3 separate regions of the Mus musculus genome follow, and all the other regions are linked to region 2. Evidence: chromatin contacts called from public Hi-C and promoter capture Hi-C data. All regions are on one chromosome and are shown on one strand. The core of a region is the stretch at or near the end of the contact, and the rest is flanking DNA. Distances in the headings are between cores, read along the strand shown.

Evidence for each region. Promoter capture Hi-C pulls out the DNA fragments that hold promoters and counts their contacts. A called contact is a pair of places that touch in the nucleus more often than the background predicts.
Region 1: a Hi-C map of CD8 T cells shows a contact between it and region 2, with 8 times the contacts expected there. The contact joins the promoter of Tmem170b here to the promoter of Gfod1 in region 2. A contact is called at or near these places in 2 of 39 promoter capture datasets (liver and pre-B cells) and 1 of 484 Hi-C or Micro-C datasets (CD8 T cells).
Region 3: a promoter capture Hi-C map of pre-B cells shows a contact between it and region 2, with 5 times the contacts expected there. The contact joins the enhancer-like site here to the promoter of Gfod1 in region 2. A contact is called at or near these places in 4 of 39 promoter capture datasets (the HPC-7 cell line, cranial neural crest, liver and 1 more) and 1 of 115 datasets of contacts at active chromatin or transcription factors (embryonic forebrain).

Annotation. Positions count from the first base shown.
Region 1 is chr13:41,603,748-41,608,159 of GRCm38.p6, forward strand. It overlaps Tmem170b (transmembrane protein 170B), which reads left to right and starts at 2,135. Exons shown (of 3, transcript NM_001163572.2): 1 at 2,135-2,565. The coding sequence starts at 2,469. Gm32184 (a long non-coding RNA gene) reads right to left here and starts at 2,329. Exons shown (of 3, transcript XR_382252.4): 1 at 1,812-2,329.
Region 2 is chr13:43,302,599-43,306,544 of GRCm38.p6, forward strand. It overlaps Gfod1 (glucose-fructose oxidoreductase domain containing 1), which reads right to left and starts at 1,574. Exons shown (of 2, transcript NM_001033399.4): 1 at 647-1,574. The coding sequence starts at 899. It overlaps Gm52047 (a long non-coding RNA gene), which reads left to right and starts at 2,886. Exons shown (of 3, transcript XR_003950636.1): 1 at 2,886-3,132; 2 at 3,758-3,864.
Region 3 is chr13:44,983,553-44,987,690 of GRCm38.p6, forward strand. It overlaps Dtnbp1 (dystrobrevin binding protein 1), which reads right to left. Exons shown (of 10, transcript NM_025772.4): 4 at 2,483-2,543. Among named protein-coding and RNA genes, the nearest start is that of Dtnbp1, 16 kb to the right of the region's middle. Within about 2 kb of position 2,284, at least 31 of the 459 cell types and tissues checked have an H3K27ac peak or open chromatin away from gene starts, as enhancers often do. A contact at or near this core is called in the HPC-7 cell line and pre-B cells, where this site is marked.

The DNA.
Region 1 (4,412 bases), core at 885-3,384, 1.7 Mb before region 2:
CTCTTGTGTGGGCAGGCTCATGTGTGTGAGGCAGATGAGGAGGGCCTATCTGTCCATCAGGCGATAGGCAGCTGTTAACTACTATCAACATACTGCTAAAACACATTATGAACACCATTACTGTTAATGGTAATTTCTTAAATTATGGGCTCTCTTTCCAATATTCATCTACTAATAAAGATGTTGGGGATGGGTTAGTTTGACCATTTGGCAGGTGTTGACTCTCCCTTGTATCTCTGTCAGCCTTGAGCAAAAGGACTGCCAGCCAAGCAGCCGCTCTACCAGCACCAAGTATCTGGAACAATCCATGGATGCCTTAGGAAGGGAGCTTCAAACAGCTTGCCCTGTACTGTTTGCTATACAGCCCTTGATAGACTCTAGCTGATCCTGCAACTGCTTCTGCCTAGGGCAGCAGTTTTTCCTGGCAGCCTAGTAGTAGGATGGGTGTTGCTGATACAAAAGGGACCTCTGTGTAGTTGGTGCAACCACAGCCCTCCATTAGCATGAGTGATTTTCTGCGGTTGTTACAAACATCTCTTCTTTGGCTAGTTAAGCAGGTTTTCTGGTTCATTTTGTAAGCTGACGACAGGAGAGTTTAACATGTCCTTCGGAGGCTTGGCTATATCTGTCAGTGAATGTGCTCATGTTACCTAATAATGTTAAATCCCTTCGCAGCACCATGAGGTTAACTTCCCATTCTGAACTTTAATTCAGACTAGAAAGATAGGACATATACTATGGCTGCCAGGAAGAATTTAAAAAAATAGGAGAAGAAGAAGAAGAAGAAGAAGAAGAAGAAGAAGAAGAAGAAGAACAACAACAACAACAACAACAACAAAGAAAGAAATGAAGCCCCTTCTTTATCTAAAATGAATTTGATGTTAAACTCATTTATGTCTGATAGTCTATACTCCTGAATTGACATTTAATTCAGCCATTGAACCCTACACCATAGTAGGTTTTAGTACGGTTCCTCTTAATGACGCCCAAACTTTTTTCTATATTGTGGGAGCAAAACAAAAACATGCATAAATATAAACCTGCATATACATTATTGTCATTTTTAAGGTGCTCACCAAAAGCAACAATATTTAGGCAATTCGAATCTTCAGTTACTGGGCAAAAACACTTGATTGGCTTAGCTATTCTTTCTTCACTTCCTTCTGTAAACTTTAGCAGCAGAGTATTTGGAAAAAGATGGAATTGGGCGAGGGGGATGGGGTGAGGAGCACTAACGTTTTTTATGCAAACACGATTTTTTTTTTTTTAATTTCAAGTTAAAAGGTTTCAAACATCAAGGAAGACTGTAACTAGCATAACTGGAGTTAAGATGCTTCTGAGGCTGACCTTGGATTTGAAGGACAGGGAGACGAAGCTGAGTTAGTTTAAGTGCTGGGGAGATTCACAATTTTAGATGAAAAGAGTCCTATCTGGAAGAAGCGCTAGAGCCAGCCTTGGCCAGGAGGATTCATTCGGACACCTACGGGGCCCTGCGTCAATAAGTGGTTTCAGATCCTGCAGCTAAGGGGAGTTCGTATTTTACTGCTGGCCGGCCAGAAGACTGGCTGAAATGACAAAGAGGATCTATTTCTGTTTTAGTAGATTTAGCAAAGGGAGGGGCGTATCCAGGTCACTGGACGCACTCTCAGACAACCCTACAAATGAAATCTTGAGCATTTACACCTTTGCAAAAAGTTGCTCGCAGACGCCCTCACGGAGAGGGAAGGATCTGGAGCAGCGAAGCGCAGGCTCCAAAAATCCTGGCAGCTCCCGGGACCTATACACAGCTCTCTCATCCCCGCCCAGCTCACCGGTTTCAGGTTTCCGGGGGCGCGCAGTCAGGAGGGGGCGAGGGGCTTGGAGTCTGTTCCCTCGGAGCAGCCAATGAGCGGCGAGACCCAGCGGTGGCGCCAGTGACGTAGGTGGCGCTCCCTCCGCCCCACTGCGGGCGGACGCTGGGAGCCGACGACAGCCTGAGCTCCCGGGTGCCTAGGGCGGCGCGCGCGCGCGCGCGAGGAGCGGGGGGGAGGCAGTGCGCGTGCGCAGCCGCTCACCCCCGGGGAGGCGGGGCCGAGGAGCGGACACGCGCATGCGCGCGCCCCGGGGCGGTCGCGGGCGGAGGGGGCGGCTCCTCGAGTGTTGGCTACCCAAAGGCCGAGCGGCAGGCGGGCGGCAGGTGCCGCGGCCGGGCGCCGCTGCCTCGTCGCGCGTCCCCGCGATGAGCCTCGTCTCGCGGCCTGCCCCTGCCGGCTGCCGCTCCGCGCGGGCCTCACGGCGTGACCCGGGCCTCGTGGCGTGGCGGGCCCCCGCGGCGCGACGCGGGCCCTGAGCGGGAGCGGCGGTCCCTCCCGCGGCCCCAGGCCTCGCCCGCCAGCGCTCCTCGATGTCTCCCCGGCGGGGAGGACGCTGCCTGCGACACCCGCCGAGCGGCGCCCCCCGGAGCGCCCCGCTGCCGCCCCGCGGGGACGATGAGGGCGGAGGGCGCCGACCACTCGATGATCAACCTGTCGGTGCAGCAGGTCCTGAGCCTCTGGGCCCATGGCACGGTGCTGAGGAACCTCACGGGTAATGCGCCGGGCGGAGGGAGCGGTGGGGGACCCACTCCACGGGTGTTCGGGGCGTCCGCAAACCCGGCCCGGTGCGGGCCGCTGGAGCACGCGCGAGTCGCGCCAGTGCCCCGACTGGATCACAGTTCATGTTTCTGTCATTAACCCCCCCCCCCCCCCCCGCCTTTCCCCGTGCGCGCGCGCACGCACATACACCGCTTCTTGCAGTTTCGATCTTTTTTAGTCTTTCTTTCCTGGTTTAGCCCTTTTTCTTGCTGACAGATGTCAAACCAATTGCAGTACTCCTATTGCCTGCTCACCGTGATCACGGTGGACCGACCGTTCGTTCCTTTATTTGTTGAGAGAGAGAGAGAGATATGACTAAGTAGATAATAGCGGGGTCAGGGGCTGGACCAAGGTCTAGAGCAGTCGAAACAGTTGTCTTCTCTGCTATTTCCTTTTGTCTGGCTGTCTCCTGGCTTCAAGTTGCTGTATTTGTGAAATTGGAGAATTCTGTGTATTTCCCTTCATTAATCAATGTGATTGGGAATGGGGTTTAGCTACGTTATAGCATCAGGTTGTCAGAGTAAGCATTAGTACACATAATATGATTTCATATGCAGGTTTGCTTGTGAAGAAACTTCTGGTTTTCTCAGTGTGGAAGTGCTTAAACTCTTTTGAGTTCCGAGTTTTAAAAATAGCGTCTAAAGAGTAATATTGACTGGAAAGCAGTAGGGTCAACAGTTTGACTCCGGAGTAGCTGCTTTTGTGAAACCACAACCAAAACCCCAAACAAAAACTCAGTTCTTTAAAATGTCTTAACTCCAATTGAACGTTACTATTTCAAAATCTGTGTGATAGCAAATTAATAGTATGTAGTATACTTATAGGCAAAATCTGGCATGATACAGGGTTCATATGTTCAAGGAGAAAAATATAACGGCATTGCGTACCACCCAGATAAATTTTCAGGTTGCTTAATTCCTTACTTATGAAAACCACACCAGTAAAGGAGACCCTGGAGCCAGCAGAGGCGTCTTCTTAGTTGCATTTTTATAGTTCTGAAAAGTTAAATTTACATAAAGATCATCTCAAGATAGATCCCTTTATTTTACTTATGACCTTGTTCGTATTTGCCCACAGATTCACATTTATAAAGCATGAATTGTTTATTAAAGTACAATGATTAAAAACTTAGTGATATATATTGCCTGTATTAATGACCAGCTTGGCTCACTGAAGCTGTTTCGTATGTAGCTTGATAGTCAAGAGATGCTGTCTGCTGTGCCATGTACTGCTTAGCCTGTACTGCTTAGCCTGTCCAAAATAAGCAAGCAAATTCAGCTCCTAAGAGGAGACAATAAGCTCACCATTTACTGAGTATTACTCCAACTCTGCAAAGCATATACACAAAGCAATTCAGGCAAATTAAACTGCCCTAAGCCAGATAGTGAGCAAGTGGGCCTTCCGAACCAGTCTGCCTCCGAGTGTCTTCCCGTTACCACTGTACAGCTCTTCATTCAGCTTTGCCCTCTGCTCCATCAGACAGGGTGAATTTCTTGCTTCATCCTGCTACTTCTGCTCTTTGTACCTACTTCTGTTTTTAATCACATTATAATTTTTATCTCTTTTAGCTTGAATGTGTTTTGAGAGTAAGGTCTTTGTCTTGCTAAATTATGAGTCCTAGCATAATCTGGCACATAATAAGTGCTGAATCCATGTTTATTAAAGTGAGGTTGTGAAATAATACCTAATGCAGGATTTAAACCTGATGCTGTGTTGTAGTTCACTGGAGTAAACGTGCCCTTAAAGTACAATGGGGTGTTGAAGCAACTTTTGTACACAATCATCTCCCAGACTTGGAAG
Region 2 (3,946 bases), core at 324-2,823:
CTCAACTAGAGTAGACACCCACTCCTGGGAGACTGTGCCCAAAGGTTAAATTACAATCTTTACTAACCTCTGACACATCTGAGAGTGTTCTGATAGACCCGCCCACTCTCACTTGCTTCCTTCCAGAGCAGAAGAGATAATTCCAGCCAGCTGTCAGTTCTCTAATCTCACAGTAAACTCACTTACTGTGGAGGGAAACAAAACGATCCAAACTGGGTGCCACAGCTGCTCACAAACAGGTACACCCAGGAAAAACCCTGCCACCACGTGTGCGGCCCTTTATTCAAGGGTTCCTGGCCACGCGCTCTCCTTTTCCAGACGCACGCGCACCCACACACCAGAGCACTAACTAACGTATACAGCTGGGTACCGAGTTTCCCTCCTGGAACAGCAACCGGTCTTCTGTATCTGACCCATTCGGTTCCTATACCTAGAATCCAAGCCTATTCTAGCCTCCGCACCACACACGTGGGGATGCGCTTCCAGCTGGTATCAGGAGCGAAGCGTGGAGGTGGGGGAGGCCACCGACTGGAAAGGGGAAAGCTGGGACTAACAAGCTTGGGTTTGGGATTCCTGGGATATGTCCAATTGGAGAGAAGCGAAGAGCCGAGCTAAAGAAGAGAGGGCTGGGGGAGGGGTCGCTCACCCAGGGTTTTGACAGCGATCTGCCTAGTGAGCGGCGGCGGCAGGTTGATGCACACCAAGTCCACATCCTGGTGCAGGAGCACCTCGTCGATGCGGCTGGTGTAGAAAGGAACGCTCATCTCCTTGGCCAGCTCCTCGGCTTCTTCCTGCGTGCGGCCCCACAGCGCCTTCACCGCGAAGCCCTCATCTTTCAGCAGCGGGATGATGACTCGGGCTGTGAGGCTGGTGCCGAACACGCCCACCCCGGGAAGCATGGCTGCTCAGGTCCGCCCGGTTCTGCTGCTGCCGGGATCTCCAGTCGAACACCGGCGCACACGCCTCTCCGGCCGGTCCCGCAGTCCCCGGCTCCTCGACCGACCTCGCTGCGCTGCGCTAGCCGCCGAGCCCCGGGCAAGGCGCCCGAGTGCGGTGGCGTGACAGCGCACCGAACCACAGACCCTGCAGGCTCCGGGAGCCTCAGCGCGGTGACTGCTGCAGTGCCCGCCACTCGGGGCTCGTGTCCTTCCCGGAGACAGCGGCAGGGACTCCGCCAGGACGCACGAGGCCCCGAAGCCCCGTGGAGCCCGGGCTCAGGCAGCGCTCCCGCCGCAGCGCCGGCCGGCTCCGTGCGCCCCGCGGAGGCCGCCCCATGGCCGGCTCATCCCGGCAGAATCTCTCTCCCGGATGGCGCTCCCGCTTCACCACCCTCTGTGGGCTGCGGATCTTCTTTTTCCCCAAGTCCTTGGTAACGAATGGAACCCAGAGGCCACCCGGAGGCCGACTAAGGATGAGGCTCGTAGTGTACCAGGCGCCGATCCCGAGCAGCAGCACCGCAGCGGCGGACACCACCCGGCGCCAGGCTCCTCATTCTGCTGCCATATTCGCTCGCTCGCAGCGCGCCTTGGGCGGCCTCGGCCCCGCTCGGGCTCGGGCTCCGGCTCCGGGATCCCGCGGGTACGAGGGCGGAGTTGGCGACTTTGACTGTCAGCGGCCGGGGTTCCTGCACCGCCCTTGCGGTAGCGCCGTGCTCCATTGGCCGCCAAGCGTCGCCCCCGCCCTTGTCTCCGCCGCCCAAGGCACTCGTTGCGCTCAGCGCCCGGCCCCTGGAACCCGCTTTGACTCCTCCCCGGCCCCGCCTGTCTCGCCTGCTGCCCCCGGGTGGCTTCCCTTTCTCTGCGCTCTCCGCCTCCGCGGCCGCCTCCTCCTCGTTGTGCTCCAAGCTCCGCCCAAGCAAGCAAATAAATCTATCAAAGCAGGGCGCGCCCTTAATAGGCTAGGACTGGGTTCCTTGGAAAAGATTGGCGGATGCTAAGACCCCGGGGAGGCCGGAGGACCCCACGAAGTGTGAGCAGCGTGGTTCACAGTCTCCTCTCCCGGATATTTTTCTGTGCTCGCCACTGCTCTAGGAAGCTGTCCAGGCACTTAACCCTGAGGTTATTGGAAACTCGTTTCATTGATGAGAAAGTGAGCTCTGAGGAGGTTAAGGGACTTGCTCAAGGTGACACACATGAACAACAGTGCCAGGATCGGAAGGCAGACACCAGCATCTCGGCGCTGAACCCCTAGAGTTCTGACTCGCAAGTGTGCCAGCTCCAATCCCAAACCAACTCCACTCCTGAGGAGGCTCCACTGGTCACCTACTCCATGCTTGTGCCCATGTGGCATGGGCGACCTCACCCAGACTCCGCAGTGGCTGTGGCACGTGTGTCTAGAGTCTGGTCTTCCTTGTTTACTTCTGGCTGCCTGCCACTCCTGGCCACTGCCCTCTGTCAGCTTCAGTTCCCTGGCACAGCGCTTCTCCTGGCCTTTAATACATCTGCAGTCAGAATGCTGGGGACCATCAGTCCGAGATGCGTGGAAAGCCCTAACTGCGGTGGTGACTGAGTGAGCGTCTGATGGCTCAAGATATCCTCGTCACTTATCACGGGGCCTAAGGAGATAGTAGGCACTTGTCTAAGTACACAAATGGATGGATATTCACCACCTGTCACATTGTGCCCTCTTCGTACTGGGAGGGAGGAGTCAATGCCAAAGGGCAAGTGGACCTGCTCTTCTAGCTCAGTGTTTCTGGAAAGGTGAGGTTACTACTGTCTATTATGTTCATCCCTGGCCTTTAGCACTCAGAGGAAGAGACACGTGTCCTGCTTCAACATAAGCGTGGAAAACATGATACATCCGAGTGTTTAAAGCAACTGTAACAACTGGCACAGAGACGGGGCTCTTGGAGAGAGCTGTACACACACACACACACACACACACACACACACAAAGGCTGATGTGGCAATGGGAGGAGGCAAAGTTGACCTCAGGACGACATTATTAAAAAGGACAAAGTGCTCCGGGATTGGCAACAACCTGAACAGGGTCAGACAAAGAGCAGACAAGATATGCCTGCTGATGGTTAGCTGAGAAGTGCCTAAGGAAAAGGAGGCGTGCAGCCATGGCTGCCAGGGTGCTGCTTTGGAGCAGAGCGAGAGCCACGGTGTGCCGCCCCTGGACAGGTGCAAGGTGGGTGACTCCTGGCTTGCAGAGTCAGAAGCCAGAGCTGACTCTTGGCTCTGCCATTTACACCCTGTGGGACCCGGGACAAATGTCTTCTCTGTGTCCGTCTGTAAAGGGGGACAATAGCTAACACTAGAGAGGACCATGTGATTTGACAGTCGTGACGTCCTGAGAAGGATGCTCCCTAGAAAGGTTCTATGTGATATATATGCCCTCTATTTTGATATTTATTTTTATTACATACATTCTATTTGAAAATAAATGTTAGGCCATGTATATATCCTGAATGAATTCCGTTATGCTCTTTTATGTTGTTTGGGTTTGTTTGTTTGTCGATTTGGGTTTTTCCTTTACTATTGTTTCTATGTATGGGTGTGGGTATATACCACATGAATGCATATACTCTTGGAGGTCAGAAGAGGGCATTGACTGGATCTGCTGAAGCTGGAGCAGGAGCTGCAGGTGGTTGTGAACCATTCTATATGAGCATCAGAGACAGAACTCAAGCTCTCTGAAAGGACAGTGAGCACTCTTACCTGCTGAGCCATCTTTCCAGCCACTGTTTGTTGTTTGTTTGTTTGTTTGTTTTTTGGTTTGGTTTGGTTTATTTGGGTTTTTGTTTTGTTTTCAGATGAGGTCTCATGTAGCTCAGGCTAGAATCCAACACACTATCCAGAGGAGGACGATCTTGATTACATTCTGATCCTCCTGTCTCCACCTCCCAAGCCTATACCACAGGTATGTACATATATACACCTTCTCAGTCCCCTGTAACAATACCATTCCCTGTTATCCACAAAGGAGGGAAGATGGACTTTTA
Region 3 (4,138 bases), core at 1,034-3,533, 1.7 Mb after region 2:
AAGTATTTTAATTTAAGAAAATGTGAGGGTGAACAACTGTCAAACCATCACAGATGATTATACAATGGTACAACACACTAAGCATCTGCTACAAGCCCGACTCTGGGTTAAGCAATTTAGATATATTATCTTACAAAAACTACATCTTCTATGTTCCTCAAAGGCTTGCAAGCTAACAGTGTATGCAGAGTAGCTGGGAGACAGTGGAACATTTCATAGGTGAGGCTAAGCGTGAGAAAGCTAAACCACCACGGGCATGTCTTTGAAAGGATGGGGATTCCAGGCTCCTCCTCTGGGTGACAGACTCCTGGGTTACAGTGAGATGAACATAGTTCTTCCACCAAATGCTCCCAACATGGCACACTGTCTAACCAACAGCAAAAGGACCAGTCATAAAGCAAAATGATAGCCAAGCAAACCCTTTCTCCTTAATAAGCTGATTAGCTCAAGTATTTTGTCAGAGCAATGAAACTAATTAACATAGCATAAAACTCTACAGTTCATTCAGTCTATCTGAACAAGCTTGCTTGTTAAGCAAAGTTAAGTGGTGTCTGACACATTTTATGGATTAAAAAAAAGACAGAGACCAGGCTGTTTGTGTAAGACCAAAACAAATTAGTGCACCAAAGATGATAATCAGAAATTGTAACCTCCCCTCCTGTCACAGGAAATGCACCCTGAGCAGAGAAGTGAAGTCTCACTCAGCTCACTTAACAAATCAAACTGCTAAATAAAACCATTACTCTTAAGAGTTCAATCTAAAGACTAGAAACTGTTTCGCAATAATAGGAATTAAAAGGAAAACACTAGAAGTCTAGCTTCGGAAAACTACCATGGATGCCTAATCCTTAAGTAACTTTTAACTATTTGTCTGTAGACTGTGGAGGAGGGAGGGGGAAACCACAACTGCTTAGACAAAGCTTATAAACAATCCAATTACCACCGACCATAGCTGTGTGCTTTCATAGACACTGCTCTGAACCCTACAAGTATATAAGAATATGCTCTGGGAACTAGAAAGGTGGCTCAGCAGTTAAGAGCACTGGCTGATAGTCTACAGAGCCTGGTTTGATTCCCAGCACCCACATGGTAGCTCACAAATGAACTCCAGTTTCAGGGAAACCAATGCCCTCTTCTGGCCTCCATAGCACTAGACACATATGGAGTGCACACACATACAAGCAGGCAAAACACCCACACACATAAACGAATAATAATCTTTTAAAGAATATACTGTAGAAATAATTGTAGAGTAATTTCTTGACAACACTGAACAGCCCATCTCCTTGCCTGAGATTGGTGCTGTCTGATAAAAAGCTATTATTTTATCAGGGACAGACCTGACATGAACACAAGTTTAAGCAATACTGAAAAAGACACTCATTTACCCATTTGTAAGCTTCAAGGTCACATTACTGAGAGGGTTTTTGTTTGGTTTGTTTTTATGTTTCTGAGATAATAATTCTGTATAGACCAGGAGAACCTGGAACTCTCTTTGTAGCCAAGACTGAGCTCAAGATGAGAGCAATCCTCCTGCTTCAGCCTGTCAAATGCTGGGATTGCAAGTGTTCATCTTCACACCTGACTTAAGTTTTCACTCTTGAAGTTTATGTTTCAGGACAGCCTCAGGGGTCATCTTTGCTTCTGGTGACTCCGACTTTGAATAGATTGGGTTTTGTAAGGAGAGTCTAATTAATCTGTGAAAATCTTAAGGACCTTGGAGTAAACTCCAATCCATGAGGGATTTCTTGAGTATTCTGAGTTCGGCCTGGTCTACAAAGTGAGTTCCAGGGCAGCCATGGCTATACAGAGAAATCCTGTCTCGAAAAACCATTAAAAAAAAAAAAAGATACATCTGATGTTCATTTCTTAATGCAGGGGTTCTGTGTGTGTACAGGAAACACACTCAGAACCCTGCACTATGAAGATAAAACACAGTAGCAAATGCAGGAAGGAAACCAGTTTTACCAACTGTTCTGAGGACTATCAGGTTTCCCTATTCCTTCCTCACCCACTTTAACCATTCACCAGGAAATATAGGCCACTTCAAAGGTCAAAGGGCACATGTAAGCATCTCAGAGTCAGTGCACCATGGACAAAGCCCCCAGCTTCTGGCTCTAACCTCCTGCTTTGTTAATAACCACGCTGACTTCATTTCCTCATTTTTGCCATTCCCTGAAATTTTACAGGCTTAGTGCAAAGAGCTCACAATACACACATGCACAAACATGGGTTTTGTAACTGAAAACTCGTTCACCGCTCTCCTGTCAGCCTCTGCACACCCACATTTACACTACATGATGGGTAATGATTCTTCACTTGTACATAGGACCCCGCCCGAGCTCAGTACTGGAGGTGGGTCCAGCTTCTTCTTTCAATATTGCAAATCAGAGAAACCAAGCAACCCTTTTACTCTGGCTGGACCTGGCATTTAGGGCTGCAAAGAGGGACTCTACCAAAGAGTAAGGTCAGCACACTCTACCTCGCCAGCGTCTGCACACTCCTTGGCTCTTCTGTGAAGTGCAGCCCACGCATCCTCATACCTAAAAATGCAAAGAATAATTTAAAACGTAAACAGACATCGAAAGGGCACACAGTTAGTGGAGTTTGTAATATACTGTGGATGCAGAAATTAACCACAAAAATGCCATGTCACACGAGCAGAGACTTGAGGAACAGAATAGCAGAGACCCTAGTCACACAAATAGTTGAATTTCTTTTTTTTTTTAAATAGAAAAGAGAAAAACAATTTTTTCTTTTTTGGAGAAAAGTCTCAATGTTTAAAACTATCTGGCACCGTACTTGTTATACAGACTAATCTCCCCAAATGCCCAGCAATTCTCCTGCCTCTGCCTCCCAAGTGCTGGAGTCACAGGTGTGGAAGTCACCATCCCAAGCTTATAAAAACTTGAAAATTACTGTCTGTCAGTCTTTGCCTGCACCACGTGTGTGCCTGGTGCCAAGAAGGCCAGAGAAGGATGTTGGTCCCTCTGGGACTGGAGTTAGAGACACCTGTGAACTGCCACGTGGGTGCTGAAAATTCAACTTGGGTCCTCTGAAAGAACAAGTGCTTTTAAGCACTGAGCCAACTCTCAGACTCAGAAAAACTTTTCTTTACAGCAGAAATAAAATTAGTGACTTTATAGAAGAAATCAAAATAGATACAGTCTAGGTAATGAATAAATACAACAGAAGTAACTGTCAAGAAAACCTCCTAATTGGTATGAAACTGAAAAGAACCATAGTCTCAAAATCTCTCTACAGAATGCTCACTACCCTGGAGGCAAAAGAAACCATGCAGGTGCTTTAACAAGTCACAAGACCCACATCGCTGCCTCCTACCACAAACTGTGAGCACACACTTGCTTTGATCTCTTTTGTGGAAAGGTACTAGGAAAGAGGACATGGTCTCCAATCATCAAGGTCACGAAGCTCACTGCCAATTACAGACTAAAGAAAAAGGAGGCAGCAAACTGACGCAATATGCTCTGTCCTAGAGACAGAAGGAAGGCATCAGTAAGTGACAACGTCCGGATAAATCTGTTTGCAGTAACACAACATTAATTTTCCGGTTTGATCATCATGCTCCAATTATACAAAATGCAAACACTGGGAAGAATTTCTTGCTCTAATTTTGTCATGTTTTCATAAAGCTGAAATCATCTCAAAATAAAATTTCCAATTTTAATTATTACTATTGTTATTACTGTGTGTGAGTATGCATCATGGGAGAGCATGCCGTGGCACATGTGTGGAGGTCCAAGGTCAACTCTGTGGGACAGGTTTCCTTCCACTTTTACATGGGCTCTGGGAACCAGACTCAGGTTGCTGGGCTTATCCAGCAAGTACCTGATCAGCCATCTAGCCCTAAAAATGAAAAGGTTTAAGACACAATTTCTAAACACAATATTATCTATATGGCTGCTGAGAGAGAACTTGATTTTCCATTCTATCTAAAATTCTATCAAACTTATCTGCCCTTGCCAGCTGCAGTACTCAGGAGAGCAAGCCCTGGTGGAAGGGTCAAGGTGAGCCAGCCCAGGGAGCAGAGCGCAAGCTCAGGAGAGCTGGCCCCACCATGTGTGAGGTGCTATGGGTGGGAAGGGGTGATGCCCTTCTCCCTCCTGCCTCAACACCT